Linked DNA regions of Mus musculus: all the other regions are linked to region 5. A link is a contact called in public HiChIP or PLAC-seq and promoter capture Hi-C data. All regions are on one chromosome and are shown on one strand. Each heading gives the region's core, a stretch centred on a gene start, on an enhancer-like site or on the middle of the called end of the contact. The rest is flanking DNA. Distances are from core to core; before and after follow the strand shown. Region 1 holds the start of Zcchc4 (zinc finger, CCHC domain containing 4). Region 2 holds the start of Dhx15 (DEAH (Asp-Glu-Ala-His) box polypeptide 15). Region 3 holds the start of Anapc4 (anaphase promoting complex subunit 4). Region 4 holds the start of Sepsecs (Sep (O-phosphoserine) tRNA:Sec (selenocysteine) tRNA synthase). Region 5 holds the start of Stim2 (stromal interaction molecule 2).

Region 1 (5,782 bases), core at 3,017-5,516, 1.2 Mb after region 5:
CCAAGAGAGACAGAGACACAGAGAGACAGAGAGAGACAGACAGACAGACAGACAGACAGAAACAGAGAGGAATTTTGGGAAAGAGTCAGATGAGGACACTCACCCCAAACTCTGAGGAGACAGTCACATGAAACTGAGAAGGTGGCCAGCCACGTGGCATGCTTAGATTAGAATAAACTGGATTACTGAGATATGAGCTAGTTGGGGAACAGAGCTGGGCATTTATTCATGACATATTAAGTTTGAGTCATTATTTCGGGGATTCACTGAACTCTCACAATTAACAGAGGGAAAAAGTCAGGAGCAAACCCTACATGTGCAAAGGGGAGGGGCTGCAGGGCCGGAAGCAGGGGCCATGAGTTTCTCTTTCCCAAACCATCAATATTTTGTTTCCTACAGTTACGATAACCACATCCTGACATATCTTTATCTCCTGTCTACATACAGTAAATTATTATAGATCACTAATTGCTATCTGCTTTCACGTCTAAAATGATCCTTTGAATGAGAGATGCAGAAAGCATGAGTCACAGTTCAGTCACTCTAACAGCATGACCTTCAAGTTGCTTCACTGCTCCCAGCTGCCACTTCCTGCCCAAGCTGGCCATCTTGGCAGGACTGACTGTCACCTCGGGGAAAGCATCTCGCACAGCACCAGCCTCACACAAATGCTTGCTCACACCACTCCCTTCTCAATCTTTCTCATTGCTGATTGAACTCCTATACAGGAAACAGACCTCTCTAGTCAAGTAGTAAGTGAAGAGGCAATCCTGTTATATTTAGAAAAGCATCCTCTAGCACAAGCATCAAAGTCTAAAGAAAGCCCAGGCAAGAGGTTTTATTTACTTATTCACTTACTGTGCTTTGGGGTGGGTTTGTTGCTTTGTTTGAGGCAGGATCCCTCTCTACTTAGCTCAGGCTGGCCTGAGACTCACAGAGCGAGGCCACCTTGACTCCCAGTGCTGAGATTAAAGGTGTTCACAACCACGCCTAGGCTCAGACAAGACATGCCCCAGAACTCCTCTTCATGTGGCCAGAATAAGGCCTCACAGTGCTGAATGCTGACGCCCAGAGAGCAGAAGGAAGCACCATAAATGAAAACCTGTCTGCCATCAGCAAACTGATGGGGGGTCAGGGGGTCACTTTCTTGGACAGCTTTGTCCAGCACATGGAGAACGTGCCCAAGGGCAAGGGCAGACATGAATTTTTGTCACCGGTTTCCTAGGGAACTACATCTACGGATTCTAGTGCATCCAGCAACATTTTAATAATGCTGGGTTTTAAGATGTTTACAGCTTAGAAAAGATTTTACCTGTACTGCTACACTTGAGAGGCAGAAACACAAGGATTGTGAGATCAAATCCAGCCAGAGCTATATAGTGATATCCGATTTAAAAACAAACAAACAAACAAGGGGGATGGAAACATGGCTCATCCGTTAAGAACAGATACTGCTCTTCCAGTGGACCTGGGTCTATTCCGAGCATGAATGTGGTGGCTTACAATAATCTTTAATTCCAGTTTCATGGGATCCAATGCCCTTTTTTGGCCTCCATAGGTACAAGGTACAAATATATTACACAGACCTACATGAAGGCGGAATACTCATAAAGAACATGGATGTACCTTGGAAACATACTAAATGTAAAAATCATAGATATCAAGAACAAATAAAGCCAGGCCGTGGTGGCACACGCCCTTAATCCAAGCACTTGGGAGGCAGAGGCAGGCGGATTTCTGAGTTCAAGGCCAGCCTGGTCTACAGAGTGAGTTCCAGGACAGCCAGGGCTACACAGAGAAACCCTGTCTCGAAGAAAAAAAAAAGAACAAATAATATATGAATAATGAATAATATATGAATAATCAAATTCACAGCCACAATGAGGTCACCAAGGTTTGGAGTAAATAGAATAAGGAGTTATTACTTCATTGTGAAAATTTTCTGATTTTTTTTGATGTGATTAAAAATGTTTAGAACACAGAAGAAACAGTTGCACAAATTGTGAATAAAATCAATACCAGTGAATTGTACACTTGCAAATCATTAAAATGGAAAGTGTAAAAAAAAATAAATGAAGGTAAGTTTAAAAAGCAACATCACTGACAAAGCAATAAGGAAAAGAAGACATCATACCAATACCTTTCTATGCATTGTGCCCGGGATAGAGGAGGCTGGCATTTTTGATTATGAATTTCTCGGGCAGCAAGTCTAGCTTCTGACAACTGAAAGACAGAACAAACGTTTGTGTATTTGTTTGTTTGTTTGTTTGTTTATCAGAAGGGCAGAACACACCATCAATATTACTCCCTCTTTATCTAGAACTTCCCAATCTCTAGAACTCTTGTGAAATAAATAACTGTTGTTTTTCAATATTCTCATTACCAACTAGAAGTTGCAAGGAGTAATGGCACACTCAGGAGGCAGAGGCAGGTGGAGCTCTGTGAATTTGAGTTCAACCTGGTCTACATAGTGACCCAGGACAGTCAGAGCTACACAGGAAGATACCAAAAACTAACCAAAAACAAACCAAAAGAAACTAATAAATAGCAAAACTGAAGTTGTAAGTTGACTACCCAATACTAACACATCAAATCTTATAGGGAACTAATTTTCATTTAAGACAATAACACATCTGTATCAAAGTTCAGAGTTAAGTATTAACTTTAATGCCCAGAATTTAAAAACAAAATCCAAAGCATGAAATTTTCATCCCTCCTAAGATATTTATCTTGGGGTGAGAGAGATGGCCCAGTAGTTGAGATCAAACACTACCTTAAGACCTAACTCTATTTAAAACACCCACATCAGGAGGTTCATAACTGACTGTAACTGCAGTTCTAGGGGATCGGAGGATCTCTTCTGATATCCATGGGTACTTGCACTCATGTGTGCATACCAATAAATAGGTGCACACACATATACACATAATTAATCATTAAGCTGGGCAGTGATGGCACACATTTATAATTCCAGGACTCAGGGGGCAAAGGCAGGCCAGCCTGGTCTACAGAATCAGTTCCAGGACAGCCAGGGCTACACTGAGAAACAATGTCTCAAAAAAAAAAAAAAAAAAAAAAAAAAAAAAAAAAAAAGGAAAAAAAAAATCTTTAAAAATACCAAATGCACTAAAATAAAGAAATCCTTTTATATAATGCTTAAACTTCATGTTTACTGGTTCATTCTCCGTAAAACTAGCCAAAATGTTACTGTACCTTTTCATCTTCCCACTGAAAAAAGTTACAGTCTTTTCTATCTCTACAGGCTGAGCAGGCATAAAACTTTCGTGTTTCTTCCTTCCCTTGGTTCACTTTTACAAAGAGAAGAGTAGGCCCTAGTTCCAGAATAGGAAGAAAAAATAAGTATCAAGCAGTAGTCTACACCAAGTTTCTCTGCCTTAAATAAAACTTATTTAGGCATTATACATAATTTATAATTCAATGTACTATCCTCTTTGATAAATCTTATTTTCTTCCATTGCAACACTGATGCATTTGAATATTAGAAATAATTTTTAAAACTGCTCTCTTCAAAAAGAAAATGCTTTCTGTTTACATTACAATAGTCAACAGCTGGGGTCCATGACGAAAGTATGCTTAAAAGAACAAACGCGAATAAAACAAGGGGGAAAGCCCGGAGAACTGCAAGGTTTGCCGTTACCATTTTCAGTGAAACCCTGAGCTTTACAGTTGGAAAGCCGCAAGAAGTAAACTTAATTAGGCTTCCAGGGTTTTGTTGTTTATTCTAACTTCAAAACAATAAAACCCCATCAATTCAACAAATTAAATTCCGCTAAGAACTTGTCAGCAAGAAGCCTTCAGCCCCGTGCATTCTACGTTCGGCTTTCTCCCTAACCTGTCCCCCAAAGCAGAGATGCTAACAGCTCTGGAGACAAAGCTCCAGCAGCCAGGACCTCTCTGGGGGTTTACTAAATAGAGTGACAAACACTTTCTGAAACCGGGTGTTATTCACGCATCACACAAGGTAAGGAAGAGGGGGTGGGAAAAAGCCTTCTCTTCCAGACACAAATCCGAAAAACCCGCAGAGCACCTAGCCCAAGCCTCGCCATTGGCGCCGCCGGCAAGGCTGAGCGCAGACGCCGACCCACCGTGCGGGCACAGCGGGGCAGGAGCCGTGGGGTTCGAGGGAAGCGCCACCTCTACCCCGGACGCCCTACGCCCCGCGTCGCCATCACCCTCCAGGGACTCAAGACAGTCCATGGGCGCCGCCATCTTTCTGCCGAAGTCCCGAAAGCCTCTGTCCCAACCAAGGAGGCGGAGAAAGAGCGCCGCCGCGGCACGCGGAACCCACAGCGCCCCACGCGTCCTGGAGGAGCCATGCCGCCGTCAGACCCAGAGTGAGAAACTAAGCAGGACACCCACCCACCCACCCACCCACCCACCCACACACACACCCGTGGGGGTTCTGGGGTGAAGCTGGAAGGCCTATGCCAAGAGAGCACCTATAACCAGGAGAAGAGATGAATCTTTAGAACAAAGATCTGATTAGATTATAGATCCAAAAGAGCAACAAAGAGGTAAACAATGGCTGAACCACACAGCACAGCAGCTCTATTGCGTTTAACAATGCCAAAGAACTGTCTAGTCTTTTGGTTTGGTTCTGTTCTGTTCTGTTCTGTTCTCTGACAGGGTTTCATGTAGTCCAGGCTAGCCTCTAACTCCCCAGTAGCAGAGTGTAGCCTGGAACTCCTAATCTTTTGCCTCTACCTCCCAAATGCTGGGGTTACAAACACATGCCTCACCATGCCTGGAGCTCATCTAACACTTGCTCTTACACGTAATTATTGAATTCTCGTTCTCGTTTGTACCTCAGGAAAAGAATGTCGCCATTTGCCAGTGGCAGTTGTCTACATAAAAAATATCAAAGAATGTACACTTTTTAAATAACTTCTAGGTTAACTTGAGTTTGGTAAGTTTCAGGATATGAGACTAACATACCCTGGCAGTGATTGTCTAAACATAAAATTTAGAATACCACTTAGAATTTCCAAGCAAAAGAAGCATGTATTTGTTTAACGTACACAGGTCTCATGAGCAGAAAACTAGAAAATGTGGTTGAAAAAAAAATCAAGAAAGATCTAAATAAATGTGGAAGCGTGGTCTGTTCATTACACGGGAAACGGAACACAGTAAAGATGCCACCTCCTACCAGGTTAAGTGCAGACAGGTTGAGTGCAGTTTCTAGCAAAATCTCAGCCAGATATACAAAGTATTATTCTGAATTTTATAGGGAAAGGCAAAGAAATGGCTAAAATAATTTTAAAAGAAAATAACCAAGTGGGAGAGATCAGTCTATCTAATTCCAAACAGTGGTAGTAGTAGTCAAGGCTCATTCATACACACATCTGTCAATGAAATTGCAAATTGTAACACGCGTACATGCGTGTATACACACATGCACATGCACACACTCTGATCTGAATAAGGTACATGAGGAGGTATATAATTATGATAATAAAGCAGCCTTCAAAAATGATACAGTCTTCTCTTTTCTGAGGAAAAACTTTGGTGAGAAAAATCCCACACCTTAGATTTAGGTACACAGTTATTCACCAGTTTACAACAGGCACAAATTCTAGAAACTCTGCCACTAGGGGATTTTATTGCATAGGCATTAGAGTAAAATTTAAAAAACTGGGGAGGCTACAACATCACCAAGATCCTAGGTTTTAGGGTTTTTTTTTTGCGGGTGGGGTGGGGGAACATTTACGTACACATCCCATCGGTAACTGGAATGTTATGAGGTGTTAACTATGGTTGATAG
Region 2 (6,024 bases), core at 926-3,425, 1.8 Mb after region 5:
GACGGAACAAGTACCGGATTCTTGGCATTTCTGTTGGATGACAGTGACTAGCTAGAACATGATCTATAATTCACTTTAATAAATTCCCATGTGTGTGTGTATACATACATATGTATTTTCATTCCCATATATAGGACCCTGACTAATGCAATTAAGTAATAACAGTATAGAGTAGTAGTTATCTCCTCTAGTTTGGACCATGTCTTAGGATTTTACTGCTGTGAACAGACACCCTGACCAAGGCAACTCTTATAAGGACAACATTTAACTGGGGCTGGCTTACAGGTTCAGAGGTTCAGTCAATTATCATCAAGGCGGGAACATGGCAGCATCCAGGCAGGCATGGGGCAAGAGGAGCTAAGAGTTCTATATCCTCATTTGAAGGCTGCTAGCAGACTACTGGCTTTCAGGCAGCTGGGATGAGGGTCTTAACACCCACACCCACAGTGACACACCGACTCCAACAGGGCCACACCTTCTAAACCACTCCCCAAGCCAAGCATATAAAAACCATCACATCCTCATTAGCCTATATCGGAGAGGTAACTTGCATGAGCTCATCACAGGAATGACCCATTAATACACATTTTGGAGGGAAGAGGATGATCATGGGGGTTTACAAGGCTCAAGACTCTGCACAAGAACTTCAAGAGGACCCTCCTGTCTAGGAACTATAACAAGGAATACAACTGACAGGGGTGGAATTCTTCAGTAATGTAGGTACCTGAAAGATGCTCACAGGACTTTTCAGTGGCTCGTGTGTGTGTGTGTGTGTGTGTGTGTGTGCGCTCGAGTGCATGTGGGGGGGGGGGGAGGAGGGGGGAGAGGGAAGGAGTGAGGGAGGGAGAAAGACAGAGAGAGTCACTATATAGTTCTGGCTGTCCTGGAACTCACTACGTAAAACAAACTGACTCTGAACTCATAGAAATCTGCTTGGCTCTGCCCTCAGGAGTGCTGGGATTAAAGGTACTCACTACCATATCTAGCCTAACAGGTTGTCAATGTACATTTAGACAGTTGTGTTGGATATTGTGAAAGTTACAATATCATCTGTTGTGTTTCTGTTGTATTTAATCTTAGAGATTATCCTTCTGAGAATTTTCGAGGGACTAGAGCCAAGGAGCAGCAAAGGAGAGTCTTGACATGAAGTGATACCCTGTATTTGGGCTGATCCTTAGACCTCTTTCGCCCACACTTCTGGAAATGAATGTAATTGAGTATGCACAATGGCTGAAGGGAGAAAGATACACAACCTCTTAAGTGTCACCTTGCCTCAACAACTTGCCATTACAGTGGAGTCTTAATGGATGAGCTATTTGTTGATTTCCTTCAGTCCAGGTAACCATGTCTATAAAATGTCTTTCAGGGTTCACTCTACTAAGGAGCACAGCAACTAGGCATGCTGGGGCACGCCTTTAGTCCCAGCACTGGGAGGCAGAGACAGCCTAACCTCTGAATTCCAGGCTAGCCTCTTCTACAGAGCTTGTTTGTGGACAGCCAGAGCCACACAGAGAAACCCTGTCTCAAAAAACCAAACCAAACCAAACCAAACGAGGACAGAGATAGGGCTAATGTCTCTGAGTGCCTAATATGCACTCATATACACACAAACGGAGCAAGATTAGGGCAGAGGATTGGAGGCAAAATACAGTGCCCAGTGCGATTACCTCCAATTTTCTGAACCCTATACAAAACACCTATACCTTGAACAAATAGATGTTATCTGTTCTGGGGTGAATGGACAAAACGAGTCACAGTAATTAAAGTTAACATTTTTTCTCACCGCTACAGGGCATCTGGCGCAACAACTGCAAATTCTCGTTCTGGAGTTATAAATTGTGTCCTGCTTTGCCACTTGCCAGCTGTGTGATCTTGTTTTTCTTATCCTTCCTGAGCTTCATACCCTAAAAGCAAAAAGTATATACACAGCTGGATAGATTTCCTAAACAGGACTAGGCTTTTTCAACTTTCCCAACGAACTCCAGGCGGCAAGTGACAGCTTGAGGCGCGTTTCGGTCCTTAGCAGCAGCTCAGATCAGCTCTCAGAGAGACGCGAGGGGAAAGGGAGGAGCCCGCGGGAACTCAGAGCCATTTCAGCCAATCGCACAGCGGGCGGGACGGGAGTTCCCGCCTCCGGACGGCGTGCGCGCGCACCACGCCGGCACGCCCGCCGCGGAGGCGCGCACGCAGGCCCTGCCCTCGTCGCGGCCGCCATTTTAGCTCCTGGTTCGGGCCGCACGGAGCGGGCTGTGGTGGCGGGAGGGGTGGGGGTCCCCGCGAGTTGAGCCGCGGGCCTCTTGTGCGTGGATCCGGCTGCCGGAGTCTCTCTTCTTCCCTCCTTCCTAAGCGTCCGCTTCTGGGAGTGCGAGGATGTCCAAGAGGCATCGGTTGGACCTGGGGGAGGATTACCCCTCCGGCAAGAAGCGTGCGGGGACCGATGGGTAAGCCAGGCCGGGGCGCGCAGTCGCGGCTCGGGCTTTGTTGGATGGTGGCGGGGAGCAGGCCCGGCTGCCGAGCCTTTGTCTGCCGTCGGCCGGCTGGGGCGCGTGCCGAGTGTGTGCGGCCGGGGCGAGCGGCCTGTGGCGGCCACGAGGCCGCGGAACGGCGGGCGTGCGGAGCGGGCCGCGAGGCCTCGGTGCTCGCGTGAGGCCCGCAGCCGGAACCGGATGGCCAAGGGCACTGCCCCCGTGGGCGGCGGCGGGCGCTGTCTGTTTTGGGGGAGGATAGAGGCGAGCCGACCTCGGGGCGCACTGTTTGGCGGGAGACGAAGGGCCTTCTTCCATTGAGGCACTTCAGGAGAGGCCGTTGCCAACTTCCGCCCTCTGCCTGCCCTCCCGCCATCTCCTTTATTTCCTGCTTTGCTTAAAAGCCGGCTTTGCTTTTAAGTAGCATCACTGGGGTAGGCCTGTGAAAACACGTATTTCCCCCTCCGCTCTGGAAGTTATTTCTATCTCCTCCCCACTTTGGACGCACTTTTCAAAAAAGTGATCTTAAGCGTGTTTGAACAAACAACACCCACGTGCAGATTGAGAAAGGCTTACACCGATTCCTGGTCTGGCATTTTAGTTCCTTTTCTTAGACTTTTCGCAAAGACAGGGCATTTAGCAAGTAAGCAGTTGTATTATCATTTTCCAGTCTTTTCTTTCACAGTTCATACTTAAAATGTACTTTTGTTTATATTCCTACCCTCCCATTTTAATTAGTTGTATGTTTATGCTTCGGCAGTACAGGGATCTGTTGGGTTAATTAAAAAATATATCCACGGAAGTCCAAATGTCCAAAACAGTTGTAGGATTTTATCATTTTCTTATGTCTTGTGACACCGACTCGCTGTCAAGTCAGATGTGTGGTCTCTTGAGTTTTTGTTAACGGAAAGTCCTTTGGGATTGATTTCTAACTACCAGTGTGAGAATAGGTCAGGATAGGATGCGTTCTGTCGCTCTCCTTAGGTTGAAATATTGAATACGGAAAGCAGGTTTGTTATGTTTTGATTGTGTAGGTTTTTTTTTTTAAAGCTTATAACACTAAGCATTGTAATAATAAAACATCCCAAGACAGCTGTTCTCTCAAGCAAACATTCCAAATGTTAGTAATTGAGCTCCATCAGTTCTTAGGTAGAAACAGCTCATGAATATTCTCCAAGGGAGAGCAAAGTTGCAGTGAGCTTTTTCCATAGATTATAGTGGTATGTAGAATTCTCCTTTTCTCAACAGGAAACTTAGTACTGTAGTTAGGCATCACAACCTGTCATAAATGGCATTTATATTGGATTGATAAAGTGGGGAACTTCTGTGAAGTTAAAGTTAATGTCACATTTGGCTAAGATGCAACTAATTTCTCTCCTTATAGAGGTCACATTGGGATGAACACTGAGTTTGTGCAAGCAGAGTTTTTTTGTGTGTATGTTCACGACTCAATGCTTTTATTGCAATTGGGGCTCCACATTACAGTGATTATGGTCATTTCTCTTGCAAAACATACAACATTGGCAAAATGGACTTTGCGTATATCGCGGGTAGCTTCATGTTTCCTCTGAATATTTCATATTTGTCACTAAGTACAGGAGAGTCCTTGATTTCTAGAGATTCTGCAAGGCAGTTTTTGCAGTTTCCTAAGTTTTTTGAGTACCTTTTCTTATAGAACTGGTTTTCTTTAGCAATACAGTATTTGTGCTTGGTATTTTTTTTTTTTTCCTTACTTGATTTGAAGGCACTTTTGACTGCCAGGGACTCTTTGCTTCCCTCCCTCCCCCTCTTTGCTCTTGTTTAGTGTATTTGACAGCATAGGCTTGTTCATTTTGTCACCCCAGCTGTCACCAGACCTTGCTGTCTCCATTCCAGCACGTGTGGGTGGGGGTGGGGGTGGAGGGGCGGCCAGGAGAAGAAACCACGGAGTCAGTTACCTCCTCTTGACCATGATGGCCTCAGGGGTCAACCCAGTTTTTCAGTCTGAGCCATCTCACCAGCTCCCAAGAAATCTGGGAAGGACATTTTTATCCTAATGGTTCTTAATATTCCTGATAAGAATTTGTAATTATGTGTTTCACTACAATCCCGTGGTAGCTGAAATTAAATAATAAGATGATAAGATGCAAAGGGCAAGAAATTTTCACACATAAATGTATAAAGAAAAAAGCAGTAAGCTACTACAAATCATTATTTCCATCTTTGGAGTCCATACTTATTCCTAAATACAAAATGTAATATCAGTGAGCTCTTGGGATTTGGGTCCCATTGGCTGTGTAGTACAGTAGTTGTCTCTTGTCTTGCTCATTGGTGTTAAGTGCTTTCCTCGAATTTTCTGTAGATGAAAGTATGAGTATCCTTATGTATGCACGTTAATGCACATGCTTAGAAGTTCCCAAAGTGAGACTGTCAGAAAAAAAGTAGTTTATATAAAATATCTAGAGTAGATGACTAGTTTCCATACTTACTAGCAGTATATTAGTGCCTATTATTATTCCAAGTACAATTTAAACTGAAACATCAGTAGTAACCAGTGTTTGTTGGTACATTTCAGATATTCCAGGCATTATTACATGTATTATCTTATTAAATGTTTTTAGTTCCATCTTAAAAGCCACAGCTTGCATGTGAGCAAGAAAACATTGTTCTTAATAATTGTCAGTGTTGACTAAAGTGCTGTTTAAAGCACTTTTCCTTCCTTCCTTCCTTCCTTCCTTCCTTCCTTCCTTCCTTACTTCCTAAAAAGAGACAGCATCTCTCTACTACTGCGTAGCCCTGGCTATTAGAAACTCACTATGTAAACCAGGCTGGCCTCCAGCATAAGCAAGAGATCAGCCTGCCTCTGCCTCCTGAGTGCTGGGAGTAAAGGCATGTAACCATCACACTGAGATTGTTTTTAGTTTCTTTAAAGTTAAAAGCATTGCTTCAACTTGAAAATTTTTATGAACAAAACTTTTATAGTTAAAGTTTCCATTTAAACAAGAAAATGTGTATATGGTCATGTCTATAATGTATACAATGTGGAGAGGCCATGGATCCTCATCTAACAGACCTTTTGTATCATCATCATTCAGAGTAGCCAGTGTGAACTGCAGCAGCGTTCCTAGGCATTGCATCAGTTTTCTGCATATCCCTAAATGTTTCTTGATAGTTGATGTTTTTTCCACTTTGCAGAGTAGATAAAGTGAGTTTTAGGCCTTTGCTGTGGTTTTTATTTAAATTTTCACCTCACTGATTAGCAAATCCTTGTGTTTTGCATTGTATTTCTTTCTCTGCTATAGTAATGGAGCTGTAGGTGAAGTGTGTCTTGGAAAAAGGTGTGTGTTAGTATAAGTGTTAATTTACCACATAACATTACATGGACTGCTATGCCTTGTGTTTATCTTTCCTGAAGTTTTTGTTGCTTTGGAAAGGTTATGTCTTAATTGTCTTGGTAGTATGGATGGTGTTTATTACATTTCTTATTGGCTTTCCTATTAGGGTAATAACTACAGACATGAACCCTTTCTAAACTTTTCTGTGTGTTTGTGCTCATTTGTTTGAGATGGGAGTCTCACTG
Region 3 (5,841 bases), core at 2,000-4,499, 1.2 Mb after region 5:
GAGAATGGCTATGCTTAGAGCATTCCTGGAAGTTCTACGTTTAGGAATTAATCCCACTAAGTTCTCCCACTTGCTCAGAATGGTTACGCACTGCTTATACAGCTGAAAGCCGACATGTGATAAGCATCACGGCCAACAGCTGTACATTACAGTATGGAGACACAGTGGTTAGTGTTCACTTAACATTCAAAGCGGCAAATCTGTTTACACTGGCCTGAACTAAGCCTATCGGAATAGATGAATTCAGATCAAAATGCACAAACAGATCTCTACACACATTGTCAGAGCTGCTCACCAAAACAGCTATCAAACAAGCTTTAAGTACTTATATTTATTTAAAAAAAAAAAAAAAAGAAAAAGAAAAAAACAAAACTAAGCAGGAGGACATACTCATATTACAAATGTAATTTATTTTTTTTCTTAAAGTACCTTCAGGCTTGCTCAACCTTTTGCCACAGTGATACAATGTAGTTAACCATGAAGTTCACATTAGAGAACTATGCAATCACATTACAAAAAACAAAAAAAAAAAAAGAAAAAAGAAAAAAAAATAAGAATAATAATAGAGAAACCCTCCACAAACAAAGAAACAAAAAAAAAAAAAAAAAACCCAAAGTTTTGAGGACGTTAAAATTTTGTGCTGGGCCATATTCATTGTTATACAGAGTCCCATGTGACTTATAGACCACAAGCTGGACACCCTGATAAACTTCAAGCTGCAGCCCATAGCAATTTACTATTCTAACACTAGGACTAACTGCTCCAGAAACTATCAATTTAAGAAACTAAACAAGACAGCACAGTGGTGGTGCAAGCCTTTAATCCCAGCACTTGGGAGGCAGAGGCAGGAGATTTCTGAGTTCGAGGCCATCCTGGTCTACAGAATGAGTTCCAGGACAGCCAGGACTACACAGAGAAACCCTGTCTTGAAAAACAAACAAACAAACAAACAAACTAAACAAGATACACACACACACACACACCCCCATGGAAGATGAATGATCTGAGCCACGACAGCAGGAAAAGACCTTTGGGAAATGTAGAGTCACAGTGCGCAGCCCCTCCTGAGTGGTAGCTTACATAGAGGAGATTTATGAACCTCACATTTAGTACTAACTGAATTTGGGGGAGAAAAAGACTGTGATGGCACTGAATGGACTCATGAGTGGTGAATGGTACTTGGATCAAATGATGTAGGACAAGAGAGCAGAGAGAGCCAAAGCCAATTATTCTGCAAATGTCTCAGACTTTGATCCTATCTGCCACAAAGCCAGGGCTCATTAAAGACTTATCCCTGCCAACAACAGACTTTCATGAAAAATATAAGCATTCTAATAAGAAAAAAAAGTCTCAAACTAGTACTTATAGTTCTAATATAGGGCCAGATACGGTAGGCCACACATGTCCTTAATCTCAGCACCTGGGAGGCAGAAGCAGGTGGATCTCTGGTTTACACAAAGAGTCCTAGGCCAGTCAGGGTTATACAGTAAGACCTATACAACAGAAACAAAACCATAATTCTAAAATATACCAAGAAAAAGTACTGTTTTTAGACTATCCTTTTGGAAATAAGAGATACACGTTTGTAGCATTATCATACGTTTGCCGTCTGGTCTCCAGGCCAAGCAGGTCACTTCTTTTCCTGTACTTTCATTTGGTGGGAAACTCCAAACTCGATGAAAACTTGCAAGGCGATGCAGCAAAACCTAAGATGAAAAGACATGATAGCAGAAAGCTGCAAACTCACCTGCAGAGATAAAATGAACCTAGACCCACAGAACAAAAATTTTAATTACTACTTTTGAGTATTTTTTTTTGCAATCTACAGAACAACAGTGTCCAAACGAATGTAAGACATTTTCAAAGAAATGGGTGAACTCAGAAGGCCCAACTTAGTCCTGTACTCTACATATTTTCTTTCTTTTTTTTTTTTTAAGGTACACCTACATGTATGTATTTGTACCACATTTGTGCAGTCAGTGCCCCAGGAGGCCAGAAGAGGCCATCAGTTCTCCCTGGAACTGAAGCTACCGACAGTTGTGACCATGTGGGTGCTATGAACCAAACCTAGGTCATTTATAAGAACAGCAAGTGCTCTTGATAGCTGAGCCATGTCTCCAGCCCCTTTTGTATCTTTTAAACTTACCTTTTTGAAAAGGTTAAAAAGCCTATCCAAGACAATAGACAAAAGAAGTAACACAAACAACATGAATATGTAGGTGACATAGTAAAATAACAACAATAATGACTGCACTCTTAGCCCACGCCTTAGCTATGTCACCAGCCATGGATCTTAGAGACAGAGCCGTGCCACACAACACGATAATGCAATCTGGCACACTAAGCATTTCTGGGTGCTAGGCCTTCCTTACCACCTAGTTTTACATAGGTGAGGGTGCTAAGTGGCATGGATGATGGGACCCTTTCAAGATGGCTGTCAGGTAATAGTCATCCTCCACAGAAAGATGGGTATCTAGTTGTACTTGATATCGCATGTTCACGTTCCTAATGTCAGAAATGCTAACTGACAACGTCCACACGCATTCTGTCTGCAATTCTGTGAGGCATCAGCCTTTCAACTTAAAGATCTTCTAAATAGCTAGATGTAACAAAGATGTAAAACCTCGGAACCAAGCATCCTCTGTAGCAACTGCACACACACACACACTTCCAGTTGGACTTGACAGTTCATCTTCATTCTCTACTAATCTGAAACCAACTTTGGGCGGGGTCTGATGGTGCATCCCTGGCCAAATCAATTCCTGGAGTCCTGGGTGTGCAGAACTTGGAGGGAATTTGTTCTTCTGGGCCATACAGGAAATGGAATACACATCCTGTCTGGAAGGCACAGTATTTTACACAGTCTCTTAAAGTTAACAGCCATGCTGAGATGTAGGGGCAGGAGAGATGTGCGATTCGCCACGTCTGCCAAAGGGGAAACTGAGGCTCGAGGGTCCCAGCCCAGGCGACCTCTCTCACCAGCTCACTTACCTCGCCTGTAGTGTTGGCCAAAGCAATGAGGTCTCGCTTGGGGGACCAGGCCAAGAAAATAATCTCCTGTGGCAGCTGCTTCTCTCCCACCACCCGAAAGGATGGGAAACAGGTCGGAAAGCGCAGCATGGGTGCGGCCCTGCAACGACGTGCGCGAGAAGGCCGCCGGAGCACCCGGCCACAAAGCTCTGGCACAAAGCCCTGCCAGCAGCGGTACCTGCCAGAGTCGCAGACTCGGCCTACTCCTAGCCAGCGGCCTTCCCCGCCCTCTCACTCCGCCCTCCGCGCTCGGAGAAAGCTTCCGGCGCCGACGCCGGGACGTCTTCGCGAGAGGAAGTGAGTGGCACAGCAGCCGCGCGCCGGTGGGGCGGGGAGAGCGCAGGGCGGGGCTTGATGTAGGGCGGAGCCGTGTGGGCGGGGCGAGCGAGTGCTTAGGGCAAAGTTAGCCTAGGCTACAGCGGGTGAGGGCGGGGCTAGAAGGGAGCGGAGCTAGGCCGTAGCTGGGCGTGGCTAGGGCGGAGCGAGCTCTGGTGTCTCGGAGGTCCCCTACTCTGGGCTGCCCGCTGCACAGCAAGTACCAAAGGAATCCTTAACCCTGTATACGCGGACGTGTGGGAACCCTTCCAGGCCTTTTCCGTTTGCTCAGAAATTCGCTGCTGTGTACACAATCCCTTTTGTTCTAGGTTTAGGCTCTAATCAAAACTCCGGACTCACACACTGGACCTCCTTTGGCACACAGTCGTTTTCAGCCCTGGATGCATTGTAGAATTTAAAACAACAAACCTCTCTATCAGGCAGCATTTTAGCAAATTAAAAGAGGGTTAACATTGGACGGAAATCACCATTTAAAAAGAAAACAAAACACTGAATGATTCCTATCTACAGACATATACTGTTAAAGTGCTTGCACCCTCCCTAACAGGGACAAATAGTGTGTTTTCTTTCGCCTTATTTAAATGATTTCTTGACTTGTAGCAAACTCACCACAGTTAAGAGGAAACAGGATTTATTCTGTGGCTATCTAAGCATTCAATTTTGTGAGAAAATGTGGACAGACACTGCCCAGGCAACCTCAATTGTCAATCTGTTGATCACAACTGCTCTGGGTTTTAAGTATAAAGACCACTCTGCAAGAAGGGAGAGCAAAGTAAGTCTACATTTTATCATCAGTAGTACTGTTTATCAAAACTGTTTCCCTCTGTCATGGTTTGAATATGCTTTGCCCAGGGGGTGGCACCATTTGGAGGTGTGGCCTTGTTGGAGTAGGTGTGTCACTGTGGGTGTGAGCTTTAAGACCTCATCCTAGCTGCCTTGAAGTCAGTATGCTGCTAGCAGACTTGATATGAAGTAGTAGAGCTCTCAGCTTCTCCTGCACCATGCCTGCCTGGATGCTGCCATGTTCCCACCTTGATGATGTCCGACTGAACCTCTGAACTCAGAGATCTGCATGGCTCTGCCGCCTGTAATGCTGGAATTAAAGGTGTATACCACCATGCCTGAATCTAAACTTAGCTGGATGGGATCTTACCCCCAATCCCTTAATCTTTTATTTCCTAGAACGTAAGATTCAGCTCCATTTCACTTCCTGGTGCCCCTTTAATATGTGAACCACATTTTGTATTTTTCCTTTCTAAACTTGCTATGCTTATTTAAAATGTTCTTCATGAGACTTAACCAGAGAACAAGGTCTCTGCTGGGCTTTTTTGAGACTTTGTCAATGCAATTAATATAAGTCTCTTTATCTTAGACTCAGGTAGACTCTTAAGACAAAGGCAAAAAGCAGCCACAATCTTCACCAAAACACTACAAAAACAGTTTCTGGGCCATATTGAAACTTTCCTCCACTGAACCGTCTTGAGCCAATTCTGAACAGTTCAAATCAATCTCAGCAACTAAATCTTTCATATTCTTACTAGGATAGCCCATTAAGCCCCACTTAAAGCATTCAACTGCTTTCCAAATCCAAAGTCCCCAAATCCACATTCTTCCAGACAAAAGGCCTATCACAGCAATACCCCACTTCTGGTACCAACTTCAATCTTAGTAAGAGTTTTTACTGCTGTGAACAGACACCATGACCAAGGCAACTCTTATAAGGACAACATTTAATTGGGGCTGTCTTACAGGCTCAGAATTTCAGTCCAGTCCATTATCATCAAGGTGGGGACATGGCAGCATTCAGGTAGGCATGGTGCTGGAGGAGCTGGGAGCTTTACATCTTCATCTGAAGGCTGCTGGCAGAATACTGACTTCCAGGCAGCTAGGGTGAGGTCTTAAAGCCCATACCCACAGTGACATACCTACTCCAACAAGGCCATACCTCCAAATTTCACACCCTGGGCAAAGCATATTCAAACCACGATGCCCCCACAACTTCACTTACTGTTTTTGGAAAGAAATCCAGAGACTAACTCACGTGATTCCAGTTTGAATAGTTTCTAGTAAGAGTTCTAGAGCCATAATATTTGCATTTATATGAAACAAACACTTAGTAATATGATTATTGTTACATATAAAACAAACACCACACTGCATAGTAAGTAATACATGATAATTATTAACACAACACATCTATCTACCTTTAAGGAAGTCCCAGATTTGGTAAAATATGATAACTATTGGCTTGCTCAATGTAGTTAAAAAAAAAAATCAAACCAAATGTCCAACCATAGGAACATTTTCTGAACTTTTTTTTTTTTTTTTGGATATGGCATAGTCATCCTCTTCAGGATCTTCCATCTTTATAGACATAAATTCTTGTATTTATGAAAAGATACAGAACATTAGACAGTGTGATGGTTTGTATATTCTTAGGCCAGGGAATGGCACCATTTGGAGGTGTGACCTGGT
Region 4 (6,120 bases), core at 1,458-3,957, 1.3 Mb after region 5:
TCAACTAGTCATTTCCAGGTGGCAAGGATTTGGCCCATTACCCTACGAAGGTGATTGAATTCAAATTCAAAAACACCGTTGGTCTGATCAATATTGTAATAAACTTCCCCCCCCCCCCCCCGGGGAGGGATGGACACCAGTGAAGTGATTATGCTGAAACGCTTATGATCTTTTGCTCATATAATTGCAAGTGGGAGCACCAGTGGTTGAGCTTCCCTCTAGTCTTGTTTAATGAGGTTGAAATTGCTTGGGTGTTTAAGTGATGGGGACAGTGATAGACGTCCACGTAGCAGCCACTGTGCTGAGGGAAGTGAACGGCATTAGAGTAAATATGTCCTGGCCTACACCTACACAAGAATGAAAAGAGGTCAAAAGCCGGGCTCCACCTAAAGTGAGAAGGATGGGAGCAGATTTTCTAGTGAATGCAAGTAGATGGGAGCCTTGCCCGAAAAGGAAGCTGTCTACTTTAAGGTCATTGGCTTGTAATGAAGGTCCCAGTTAGCCTATAGCTTTAGAAGATGGGCTGTTTCTGAAAGATCTCTTTAAAACCCTCAGTTTGAAGTATCTTCTTGGGTTAACTTTTCATGCTGACAGAATTCTGGTCTGTTTTCTTTTCAATTAAAAAACACCATTAGTACACAAAATAGTGGGTTCCACGCATACTTTGGTTTTAGTCCTCCTTTCTTCTCCCTCCTCCATCTCCTTCCTCTCTTCCTCCCTCCCCTTCCTCCCTCCCACCATCCTCTCCCTCCCTCACTCCATCCCCTTCCCCTTCCTTCCTCCCCTTCCTCCCTTCCTGCATCCCTCCATCCCTTTTCCCTCCCCATCTCCTTTTCTCCATCCCCTTCCTCCTTTCCTTCATCCCTTTCCTCCTTTCCTTCATTGTCTTCCTCCCTCTCTCCATCCCCTTCCTCCCTCCCTCCATCCTTTTCCTCCCTCCCTCCATTCCCTCCCTCCCTCCCTCTGTTCCCTCCCTCCATCCCTCCCTCCCTCCTTCCACCCCCTTCCTCCCTCTCAGTGCTCCCTTCCCTTCCCAGTTTGCGTTGCAGGTGAGCATGCTCTTTGTTACCCCCTTTCCCACCCCTGCCACAGGGCAAGACAGTGCAGAGGTCCTTCCATCTCTCATTCTTGCTGAAGTCATTTTAGGTTTGACTAGAATTTGATCTTCTTGATAGAAGTAAGTGGCTTGGTTATTGTTAGAATTTTTTTTTTGACCCAGGTTAAAATAAAATCAGAACTTAGAGAGACTATACAGGCTGTATCTTTTGGCAAGGAAATACCACAGACCACCCTGAAAATGGACATACACTATCTAAAATACATTTTAAAAATCAATCTAAAAATGGTGAAATGGCCATTGAGGTCATGGTTCAGCCCACTTTTGTAGACTTTTCCTAGACTATGTTGTAGGCAGGTTACAATGATCCTCAGTTAACCTCAGTGATCTTTGTCAAGCTTCACAGCTAATGTTGACTTGGGAGACTAACCAGCTTGTCTATGTTGCAATGAGTGGCTCCATAGAGACATGTGATATCCTTTTGAAGATATCTGGTAGCCCCTAAGCAAATGTCCCGGGAGGCTCAGAGATTAGCCGAGCAAAAGGTCCAACCATTTACCACATCCTTTCTTTTCAAAGGCAGGGGCTAGGCACCGGTAGTGTACAATGGTGCCTTTGAATAGCTGCAGGATTGTGACCTTTGTATGCTCAGGGATTTTAATGGGTAAGAAAGCTGGCTTGGCAGTGATCTCTCAGAACATTTTCATTGTTTCCCACATCTCCCCTCTTTCCCCATGAGCCTTTATTTTTATATGGCTACGATTCTATGAAATAGTGCATTACAGAGTCCCGTAGCTTCTTGTCCATTTTTGTTGTGGTGCCCAAAAAAGGTGAGGAACTCTTCTTCCCTCAAACATTTCAAAGTCATATAGAATTTGCAGGCCATGTGTGCTTGCTTGCTGACATGTAAGTACATATATGTTCTACCAGTGGGGAATTCCTACATTTGGTAGACTACTACTATGTTCTAAAGATACACTATTCATGGACAAATGTTAGTACAAAGTTCTTAAAGGAATTCTGTAGATCTAAACTTAGTAGAGAAAACTCTAGATCTCAGGTAAGATATGCATAAGGTTCCTCTTCCCATAATATGATGGTGGGTTGAGTTATTGCAGATTATTGCATAATTTAAAATGAAAAGAGTAACTATCATGAGATAAATTTGCCGCGAGAGCAGGGCTCTATCCTTTCCTAAGGTTGTCAGGCAGTAGGAATTGCTGAAATATATCAAGGTATGTATGATGTAAGGTTCTGGAATCTGACACAGTCTGGGGAAGACTCAAACAATATGACTGGAACAGATCATAAATTGTCATTTCCTGAGAAGCCCACACAATGACTCTTCTGCCTTCTCTGCCCTCTCTTGAAGTACTAGTGTTCTTGATTACAAGAGGGCTTACCTAGCCCAATCCAACTCCCCTTTCTTCTGGCCGGAAACCCGTTAATCTTGCCAACTCTCTCATATATACTCAAGGTTTCCAACTTCTTCCCAAGTGCTTGTGGTGTTGGGGAATGGGAGTGGAGGGCCACCAAGACGGCTCTGCGCATGCGCGGAAGTCGAAGGCGGCGTCTTAGGGTGTTTTGGGTCCACGGCCGCCCCGTACCGTCCGGGCAGCGCGTTGCATCCTGGGCCTCGGTGTGTGTTCAGTGGGCGCCGTCATGAACCCGGAGAGCTTCGCGGCGGGCGAGCGGCGGGTGTCTCCGGCTTACGTGAGGCAGGGCTGCGAGGCTCGGCGCGCCCACGAGCACCTCATCCGGCTGCTTCTAGAGCAGGTACTCGGCGCTCGGGCTCGGCGTGTGCCGAGAGGGGCGGGGCAGCGCGGCGCCTTGGTGTGTGCGGAGCTGTCAAAGTCCAAGGGCTTGGTCCGCCGGGGCCATTCGGGGATAGATCGCATGCGGCCGGTAGACCTGCGCCCGCGGGCAGCTGCCCGCCGCACCTCTCTGGCCTCACCTCTTGACGGGAGTCCTGAACCGTAGTGCCCCCAGGGTCTGCCAGCCCCTAGTTTGAAAACTCACCCGAGGACGTCACCTTTTCAGTTTCCCTAACTCCACTGAGCCCTCGCAAACTTCAGTGGCCATATTACATAAGTCCGCAACCTCTATAGTTTGTAGTCAAATAGAAAACGAACGTTTGGCCAATTGGCAAACGTTCCTTCATAGCTGCTGAGTTTATTTCTGATGTGAGGAATCAAGGGTCATTAAAACACATTAAAAGGAATTCAAGTACATTGATGTGGAGTTTTAGGGGCCGATAATTTACCTGAATATAAATGCCATTACTTTTTTTTTTTAAGGGCAAGTGTCCAGAGGATGGCTGGGATGAAAGTACCCTCGAACTCTTTCTGCATGAGCTTGCAGTCATGGATAGCAACAATTTCTTGGGTAATTGTGGTGTGGGAGAAAGGGAAGGGAGAGTGGCCTCTGCTTTGGTTGCTCGACGACATTACAGGTATGGTTCTTAAACTACTTATGAAATTATTTACTTATTCATTCATTCTGGGAATGGGAGTGGAAGGAACTTAAAATAATGGTGGTGGTATTCCTACTAAATTATAAAGTTTCCACTCAGAAATAATCCCTTCCCTCATGAAATGGGTAATGGGTACAGAAATCAAACGGAACTGAGAGATGGAACTGAGAGACTTGGAGCTTTCAAGACAGTAGTTCTGATATATGGTGGTTTCCTCTTTCATCCAGCAGACTGGTCAACATCACTGGTGCTGTGTTCTGACAATATTTAAACTAGTACATCTGTTATAAAAACTTAATGAAGCAAAACAAAGCAAAATTTAAAAAAGCATAGTTACGGCTGAGGAGCTGGCTCGGTGGTTAAGAGCACTGACTGTTCTTCCAGAGGTCCTGAGTTCAATTCCCAGCAACCACATGATGGCTCACAACCATCTGTAAGGGGATCTGATGCCTTCTTCTGGTGTGTCTGAGGACAACTACAGTGTACTCATATACATAAAATAAACAAGTCTTTAAAAAAAAAAAACAGTTCATTTCAAAAGGAATAAGAGTTATTCTAGAGATACATATAAGTGACAGGTGACCCCAAATATTATGTTCTTCTGGATGGTAACAGTTCCATGAAATTTTTATGTAAAATAGTCGCAGAACAAAATCATAGGCCAAGACACTTTTTGACTACACTAGTAGAAATATAGAGGTAGGCATGTTTAGGAAAAGCAGGGAAATTCCGTTGCAGGCCCTGGCTGTTGTCTGATGACATTCTTAGCTTATGGGTAGGTGAAGCTAGGGGGTTTCTGTCCCTTCCAGAAGGATTGACCTAATAGTCACAGGGTTGCTAGGTCACACAGAGGGAAGATGTTTTGGTTCTTGGCCTGCCAGTTGCTAACTTGCCACAATCATAGACGTTCAGCCAGCCTTGCAGAGTGTTTACCATGGGCGTGGCCTTCTTTCTTTTTCTTTTTTCAAACTTCACTTGATATACATCATGGTTGTGTGTTGTTGTGTTGTTGTTGTTTTTTTTCTTTTTTAAGACATTCTCACTTTGTAACTGTGGATGGCCTAGAACTCACTTTGTAGCTCCTGCTGGCCTCAGACAAAGAGGTTCACTTGCCTCTGTCTCCTGACTCATAGGATTAAAGGTGTTCAACCCCACTTGCAGCCATGTTTTCTTTGTAATGTACAGGTTTTACTGGAGAGTAGAGCGTGTTTATCACTGTCTGAATTCCAGCAGATGGGGGAGCAGTTGTATTAGATGATTACATTATTTGTATTAGTTTTGAGATTTTACTCCATTCTGAAAAGTGATTTTTTTAAGAGTCTCACCTGCCTCTGCTAGGACTGAAGGCCTGTGCCACCACTGCCTGGCAAGAATGATTTAATCATTAATTGGTAGTGCTTTTGGATATGACTGCTTATTTCTGTCTTCCACCCTTTCTGTGAGAAATATGATCTCTTAAAAAACTTCTTGTTTTTTTGTTTTTAAATCATGGTGAAATATTTGAGGCTTACTAAAATTTTAATGAAAATATTTGCAGTCAGAAGTGATGCTAATGAGTAGGGATGCAGATTTCCAGTCTAACAATGCCCTGGTAACAAGGTCCATAGATAATGCATATGGATATCTTGTATATAAGGCGTGCCTGTAAAGAAGTACAGTACCAGTTAGTGCTTCTGATACTCTCATTATACACAGTTTCAGATCTAATTGAATGTAAGGAGCATCAGAAGGAGTTGTTTCTTTTTAAAATTGGAGTATTCCAATTTTTAGTGTTTTTAAGTGTATAGGACCATCTAATTTAAGACACGTGGATTTGTACACTCATTTTTAAGAAACATACTTTAGAAATTAGGAAAGTTTTTGCTTGGGTGGTGGCACTGCCTGTAATCCCAGCACTTAGCAGAAATAGGGGCAAAGGTCCAAAGTATAGGGTCAGCCAGGGCTTCTTAGTGAGATCCTGTCTCAAAAGGCCACTGTCACCGCCAACAACTAATTAGGACAGTCTCTAAAGCATCGACTCATTCAGATTGAAATCTGTCCCACTGCTCTAGTAGGCAGAAAAGAGGGAATAGGTTGTTACCTCTACTGTGGTTTTAAACAGATCACTCCAGAAGCTAATGGCTTAAAATCATTATTTCTTCCTGGTTCTGTGTGTTAACTGAGCTCAGCAATGTGTTTCTGGTGTAGTTATCAAATGCCAGCTAAGACTGTAGTCTTATTGAAGGTGAGAGTGGGCAGTCTATAAAAGATGATTTGTTTACATGGCTAAGGGCTCAGATCTCATCTTCTGTTATGTTAGCTCTTCCCAGTGTGGCAGCTGGATTTTGGAAGGCAGTGCACACTAGCAGACTCTTTAGAAACCAAGTAGACTTAGTGCTTCTTATGACATTTTAGAACTCAGAGGCTTTTTCTCTTCTTCCTAGTCAAAAGTAAGTCAGTAAGGACAACACTCCCCCACCCCCACCCCCAACCCCCACCCCCACCCCCTGCCACACAATCCAGATGTAGATATGGAGGAGAATTAAACTATATCTTTTGGTGTGGACCATCATGGGAAAAGAATTTGATAATGATGGTCTTTGTAGATTAG
Region 5 (5,409 bases), core at 148-2,647:
TTAAAAATAAACACAGCAGCAAGAAAAATAAGTTACTCTACCTCCAGCACTGTGCCCCAGGAAATCATTTCAGGACCTTTACATCACTGCTTAAACCACACCAGATCAGTTATATAAGACAACGAAGGCTGTAAAAGCATACAATTTTCTACTTAACCTTACCAAACATATTTGCAAGTTTTCAGTAAGTGCTAGAACGTTCTGTGTTTAAAAAAGGTACTGGTGCACTCCATCAGAACTATGCTGCCCAAATCCACGTCACAAATATCCTGCACTTGGTAAATTGTAGGTGTGTTTCTGGTTACCTGCTGCGCTTTCTGCACCCTTTGTCACCCAGTGATGCTCTCAAACAGCATATACTTTCCATCCCTTAAAGCGTCCTCGTACCCCCACAAAAACACACCAGACTTTGACGTTTCTTCATACTAACACAGAACCACTAGTGCCACTAGGTGCTGTGGCTCTCAAAGAATCTCTTCAGCAGCTTCCCCTGGGACAGGGCGCTCAGCCCGGCTCTCGATCGGTAAGAAGCTGCCAGCCGCCTTTGCAAAGGCAACAGGGGCCAACTCCATACCGCATTGCTGCTGCTGCTGCCGCCGCCTACTTTCTTTGGCGGCTTTGGGAAGAGGGGAAATGAGCCCAGTCCCCTACAGACCCCACTGGTCCCTTCGGCAGCACGAAAGAGAAACCACTGCATTGCTCAGCTGGGAAGCTCGCAGGAGCCCACTAAGGGCGAAGAAAGCACAGTAGAGGCGCCAGTCGGTGGACTAGGAAGGCGTCCGAAGTGCGACGACCGGCGCCAAGGCAACCGCTAGGCGCCCTCTCGGGGGATGGGGTCCTGCCGGGAGTCCCGCCAAGCCTGCCCGTCGCCCGCACGGGCCTCACCTGTCAGCAGCGCCTGGCGCTCGCCCGCAGCCGCAGCCGAAGGAGACGCCGCCGCTCCGGCCGATCCCGACGCGCGCCGCCCGCGGAGGTGCCGGGGCACCAGATCGCATCCGTCCGCCACGCCGGCCACCAACAACCCGAAGAGCAGCATTGCTGCCCAGCGCCGCCGGAGAGGGCGGCCCGAGGCCCGGCCCGGTGCCACGGCGGGAGGAGCGCTCACAGGAGCCGCCGGCCACTCGCTCACCGCCAGCTGCCCGGGGCCCGGCCGCCTCGGAAGCGGACTCCCGCCGGGTGCTGACCCGCTCCCTTCACCGGCGGCCCGCGAAGCTCGGCTCGCCGCCGCGTTCATTGGTTCCGGTTATTTAAAAAAAAAAAAAAAAAAAAAAGTGGGGGAGCGCAGTGGTACGGCGTCTTCCGACCCAGCGCGACACCCGCGCAGCTGCCGCGGCGACACCGGGATCCGCTGCTCTGGCGCGGCCAAGCCCCAGCCCAGCGCCCGCGCCGCCGCCGCGGCGCATCCCCCCGCCCCCTCCGGCCCGCGCCCGCCGTAGTACCACGCTCGGCCGGGCCACCTCCCTCCCCTCACACACTCGCTCTCATACCAATCCCCCGCCTCCCTCAGCCCCGCCACGGCGCAGGCGCAACGCCGCGGCACTGCGCGTGCGTGGTCGTGGGCCCCGCCCCTAGGGGCGTTCCCAGACCGATAGGCGGGGCGTGGGACAGCCGCCCAGGCTGTGCTTCAGGAGCCAGAGAAGCTGAGCGGGAGGAAGGAGTGAGTCTCGCCCACGCCGTGATCTGATGATGGGCAGCCTGGAGACCTGGATAAAGCGTATCGACGTCGCAGATCCTCTGAGTGCTTTAACCCCGTGGGTCAAAAAAAACCTTGCAGTGGGAAACAGCGGCCTCCCCTAACTTGGATGTTGGTGGGGGTTACCGGTTGCCAGCTTTGTAGAAGCGGAGGGAAACCCAGCCTAGCTTTGTATTTACTTGACAAACATTTGGCAAAGCGCATACCTTGTGCCAGAGTGCTAGGAATTTCTCTAAGCAATTTACAGTGGCATAGTGTAACTCAATCTCATCGCCATTTTACATGTGACGAAACCCAAGCGCTGAAATGTTAAAATAGCTTAACCAACCCACCGGCCCATAGCTAATAAATGGACATGGCCCGATTTATCAACTACTGAATGGAAATGTTCGAATAATGTGCTCTAGCTTCTTACTATTTTCCATGCTGACACTGAAGGCAGTCACTGCCACTCATCTGCCAAACCACCACTTCTATAGACTGCCAGCTGAACAGGTTGCCCCAACTACAACATAGACTTGACCATTTTGCTTATCTGCAATGAAGCAGTTTTGTGGATGCTCTTGCAATTCTGCTCCAGATCCAATTGATCTAAAAGGGGAAAAGAACCGGAATCTATTTCTTCAAGTAGATGCTACCATTGCAATGGGACTATGTTGTTGTTATTGTTGTTGGCTGTTTTTTTATTTTGTTTCAATTGTGGTAGGAGTCCTCAGGATGTGACCCAGGTAAATGGCACTCAGAGGCAAGCTACATACCTCAGAGACCCATATCAAAGCATTTCTTCAGAAAACCTTTGAAATGTAAAAGGAGGTGTTGAACACACACACATATTTAAGAACTCGAAGCTAGGATTGTTAAGAACATAGGTCTGACTACTGTTGGATTTTGTTGTTGGCTTGCAGTTTAGATCAGTTTGTTCCAGAAGTCAAGAAGTCAAATACATAACAATTCCTTAGGAAGCTTGACCAAAAGAATGTCGGGTAGTGGAAGAGGAAGATGCACACTGCAGAAAAGAATCAGGAATAATAACAAGGCTAATCAACCACAATTATTTCTTGACATACTTCTTAGGGGCATTATGTTGGAGGGTGGGGCCGTTCCTTACCGGGCAACAGTAAGTTTCTATTTTGCTTGCTGAAAGGCAGTGAAGCCTTGTGTTTGCTGAGTAGACAGAACTGCTAGGCACCGGATAACCAGGAAGTAAATAAGTTCCTTTCCTACTCTACAGGAGGCATCATTTAATTCATCAGTATTTACTGAACATCTCATATACGCCGAGCAAAGTATTATACGGTGGGGTATTATATTCAGCAGACTAAGAAACACTTGGAAATGTCAAATAAGTCAGAACTTGAAGCTCTAAAATTGCTAACAGTCCTTTCCTAGGGAACTTTACCATCTTGGACAGGAGATACAATTTTTGTCTATTACCTTATAGATTCTTACACGGTTCTGACTCGGAATTAGTTCCTAACGTGGGTAGTACAAACTATGTTACAGCAATAACAATATAAAACCAGGAAAAACTAGCAATCCACTGGGCCCGAGCTTCTTTAAACAAAGATGGCATACGATTTCTTTCAAACACAGGGCACACTGAGACCCGATAATGGATTTGGAATCATAAATGTTTATTTCTCTCTAGTGGGACCACAGGTAAGGAACCAGCATTCACCATAGCGGCCTCTCTCAGATAGACACGGGCTAGAATAAACCCTCTATTTTATAGATCTGTTTTATGGGTACCGATGTTTCTGGCTGCGCAGCCGTGGTGCACACTGTTACTCAGGGGCACATTGTTCCGGTGCATCATAGCATAGGCCTAGGGAACAGGCAAGAGCAAGTCCATTACTTTGAAAAAAAAAAAAAAAAAACCCATCCGTAGAATTAGATCGAGAATTACACTTGCAAAGTGTACACATAAACACAAGACTTGAGGCGGTGATAATCACGTCCTCTGCCCAGGTTCCCTTTCCTTTCCCTGGTAACCTAGAGCTTCCTGCCTGGTGCTTCTCTTGCCAAATTCCATCAAAATCTTCCTGGAACCCCTTTCCCTTGTTGGCCACCCTACTCCTACAGCCCAGCCCCCTCCTTTAAAGTCCAAACCTCACAACTTGCCGTGTATCTTCAGAATGTGTTCTCGGTCTTATTTTAACACAGTCTTGACTTCGTGTCTGATGGGCAGCTTTGAACTTTGTTATCAGACCAACCTCGTAGAAACCTCAACTCCGGCTCTTCTGTGTGACGCGTAGGCAAGTTAATTAGGAACCCAATTATACCTGCACCACAGAATTATTGGTGGAGTGGAAAAAATAGTAACAAAGAAAGCCTTCCCTGGGTCCCTGGCACCCAGGTGCTTTGTACTTAGTGACTCTGGCCTCAGGCTCTGGGCGTGTATGCTAAAGGTGCTCCTAGGTTAGGATTAAACGCATCTCACTTTGCCTAGGCTTTTCGATTCTGCAGATGAACCCAACTCTCAGTGCACACCCAAAGCAAAAGAACTGCACTGGCTCCTCCCCATCTCTGGAGCAAACCCTCACCATCCTCTATCCTTGCTCCCCCACGGCCCACACAGCCTGCCTCAGGTTCCAACTAGGAGAACCGGATCTCCGCTTGCGAGCTCAGGAGCCTCCCCGTAGCAGCGCGCATGCCCACGGACTCTGGCGGCCGCCACAGGTGCGCGACTCTGGCACAGAGCGCGCCCGGGTTCCGTGGGCGGACCGTCCGCGCGCGCCCGACACCCGGGTGATGACATCACCGCGTGGGCGGGCGCAGTAGCTCTAGGAGGGAGCGCTGTGGGCGTGAGGCGGGATGAAAGTATCACCCAGGGGAATTCCGACTGAGGTCGCGCCTGCCCACAGCTTCCCCAGCCTGACTGTGACCCCAAGGAGTGGGGGGTTCTTGCCACATCAGGGTAGAGGAGCACCGTGGACAACTGCTCTTTGCTTGCCCTTCTTAGATAGCTTCTGGGGAAATGCAAGAAAGAGTCCTCTTTGGGGAAACCGGGTTATGAACTGGACCACTTTCATAGCTTCCCAGGAAATTAAGGTCCTGAGAACTTTGAAATACTCAAAGTAATAACAGCTAATAGGGTTTCAAGGTAGAAGCAATGAAAGTTAGCAAATATGAGTATAGTCTTCAAGTCGTGGAGTACATTAAAGCACTAAAAGGGCTGGGGCCGGGGGTGAGGGGGGGGGGGCGGAAGAGTAGTGAAAGTTGTTCACTTGTAAGCCACTTGCTACCTCAATCCAGTATGAAAAGGTTATGCCTCACCCAGTTTACTGAGGGTGCGAAAACCTGTGCATCTTTCTCTGGGGAGCAGAGAAAGGAAGCTTTTCTAGAGCCAGCCCACAAAAGAAAGTCAAATCTACCCACCAAAGCCAAGTGGATCAGTGTTTTGTGACTAATCAAAGTCAGTGTCCTCTGTTACTGGTTAATTTGAAGTGTTGTGGGAGAGATGTTGATATCTCTGATAAGTGCTAATGCCTGTGGTAGGAACGGTATTGGCATTTCCTGTATGAGTGAAACTGGATGAAGAGAAAAGTAAAAATGTCATAGCTGAAAATTACCAGATTCAAATAATGGTGCAAACTAGAATGCCAGCGCTTCAGACGGTGGGTGGGGCAATTATGCAAGAGATAACACATGGCTTGCACTCTCACAAGTGTATCTGATAGCAGGTGAGACCGGAAAAAGTAACTGATGAGGTGCAA

What was found. Promoter capture Hi-C pulls out the DNA fragments that hold promoters and counts their contacts. HiChIP or PLAC-seq counts read pairs in DNA pulled down with a chosen protein or histone mark. Capture Hi-C pulls out chosen DNA fragments and counts their contacts.
Region 1: an H3K27ac HiChIP or PLAC-seq map of thymic regulatory T cells shows a contact between it and region 5, with 5 times the contacts expected there. The contact joins the promoter of Zcchc4 here to the promoter of Stim2 in region 5. A contact is called at or near these places in 1 of 39 promoter capture datasets (pre-B cells), 1 of 484 Hi-C or Micro-C datasets (embryonic stem cells) and 2 of 115 datasets of contacts at active chromatin or transcription factors (large pre-B cells and thymic regulatory T cells).
Region 2: a contact with region 5 is called in a promoter capture Hi-C map of liver. The contact joins the promoter of Dhx15 here to the promoter of Stim2 in region 5. A contact is called at or near these places in 2 of 39 promoter capture datasets (liver and pre-B cells), 5 of 484 Hi-C or Micro-C datasets (CD4 T cells, regulatory T cells and rod photoreceptor), 1 of 115 datasets of contacts at active chromatin or transcription factors (large pre-B cells) and 2 of 9 other capture datasets (adipose tissue and liver).
Region 3: a contact with region 5 is called in a promoter capture Hi-C map of pre-B cells, with 7 times the contacts expected there. The contact joins the promoter of Anapc4 here to the promoter of Stim2 in region 5. A contact is called at or near these places in 4 of 39 promoter capture datasets (the 3T3-L1 cell line, cranial neural crest, embryonic stem cells and 1 more), 3 of 484 Hi-C or Micro-C datasets (B cells, CD4 T cells and pre-B cells), 2 of 115 datasets of contacts at active chromatin or transcription factors (regulatory T cell precursor and stem cell-derived neural progenitor cells) and 2 of 9 other capture datasets (adipose tissue and embryonic stem cells).
Region 4: a promoter capture Hi-C map of pre-B cells shows a contact between it and region 5. The contact joins the promoter of Sepsecs here to the promoter of Stim2 in region 5. A contact is called at or near these places in 2 of 39 promoter capture datasets (liver and pre-B cells) and 1 of 484 Hi-C or Micro-C datasets (CD8 T cells).

Annotation. Positions count from the first base shown.
Region 1 is chr5:52,781,539-52,787,320 of GRCm38.p6, reverse strand. It overlaps Zcchc4 (zinc finger, CCHC domain containing 4), which reads right to left and starts at 4,266. Exons shown (of 13, transcript NM_001308144.1): 1 at 4,107-4,266; 2 at 3,214-3,332; 3 at 2,141-2,223. The coding sequence starts at 4,230.
Region 2 is chr5:52,186,697-52,192,720 of GRCm38.p6, reverse strand. It overlaps Dhx15 (DEAH (Asp-Glu-Ala-His) box polypeptide 15), which reads left to right and starts at 2,175. Exons shown (of 14, transcript NM_007839.3): 1 at 2,175-2,441. The coding sequence starts at 2,371. It overlaps 9230114K14Rik (RIKEN cDNA 9230114K14 gene), which reads right to left and starts at 2,040. Exons shown (of 4, transcript NR_015537.2): 1 at 1,784-2,040.
Region 3 is chr5:52,831,543-52,837,383 of GRCm38.p6, reverse strand. Anapc4 (anaphase promoting complex subunit 4) reads right to left here and starts at 3,249. Exons shown (of 28, transcript NM_024213.2): 1 at 2,992-3,249; 2 at 1,601-1,706. The coding sequence starts at 3,120.
Region 4 is chr5:52,666,288-52,672,407 of GRCm38.p6, reverse strand. Sepsecs (Sep (O-phosphoserine) tRNA:Sec (selenocysteine) tRNA synthase) reads left to right here and starts at 2,707. Exons shown (of 11, transcript NM_172490.4): 1 at 2,707-2,833; 2 at 3,355-3,509. The coding sequence starts at 2,720.
Region 5 is chr5:53,994,511-53,999,919 of GRCm38.p6, reverse strand. Stim2 (stromal interaction molecule 2) reads right to left here and starts at 1,397. Exons shown (of 12, transcript NM_001081103.2): 1 at 886-1,397. The coding sequence starts at 1,036. Gm30601 (a long non-coding RNA gene) reads right to left here and starts at 4,669. Exons shown (of 2, transcript XR_376962.2): 1 at 3,803-4,669; 2 at 3,307-3,518.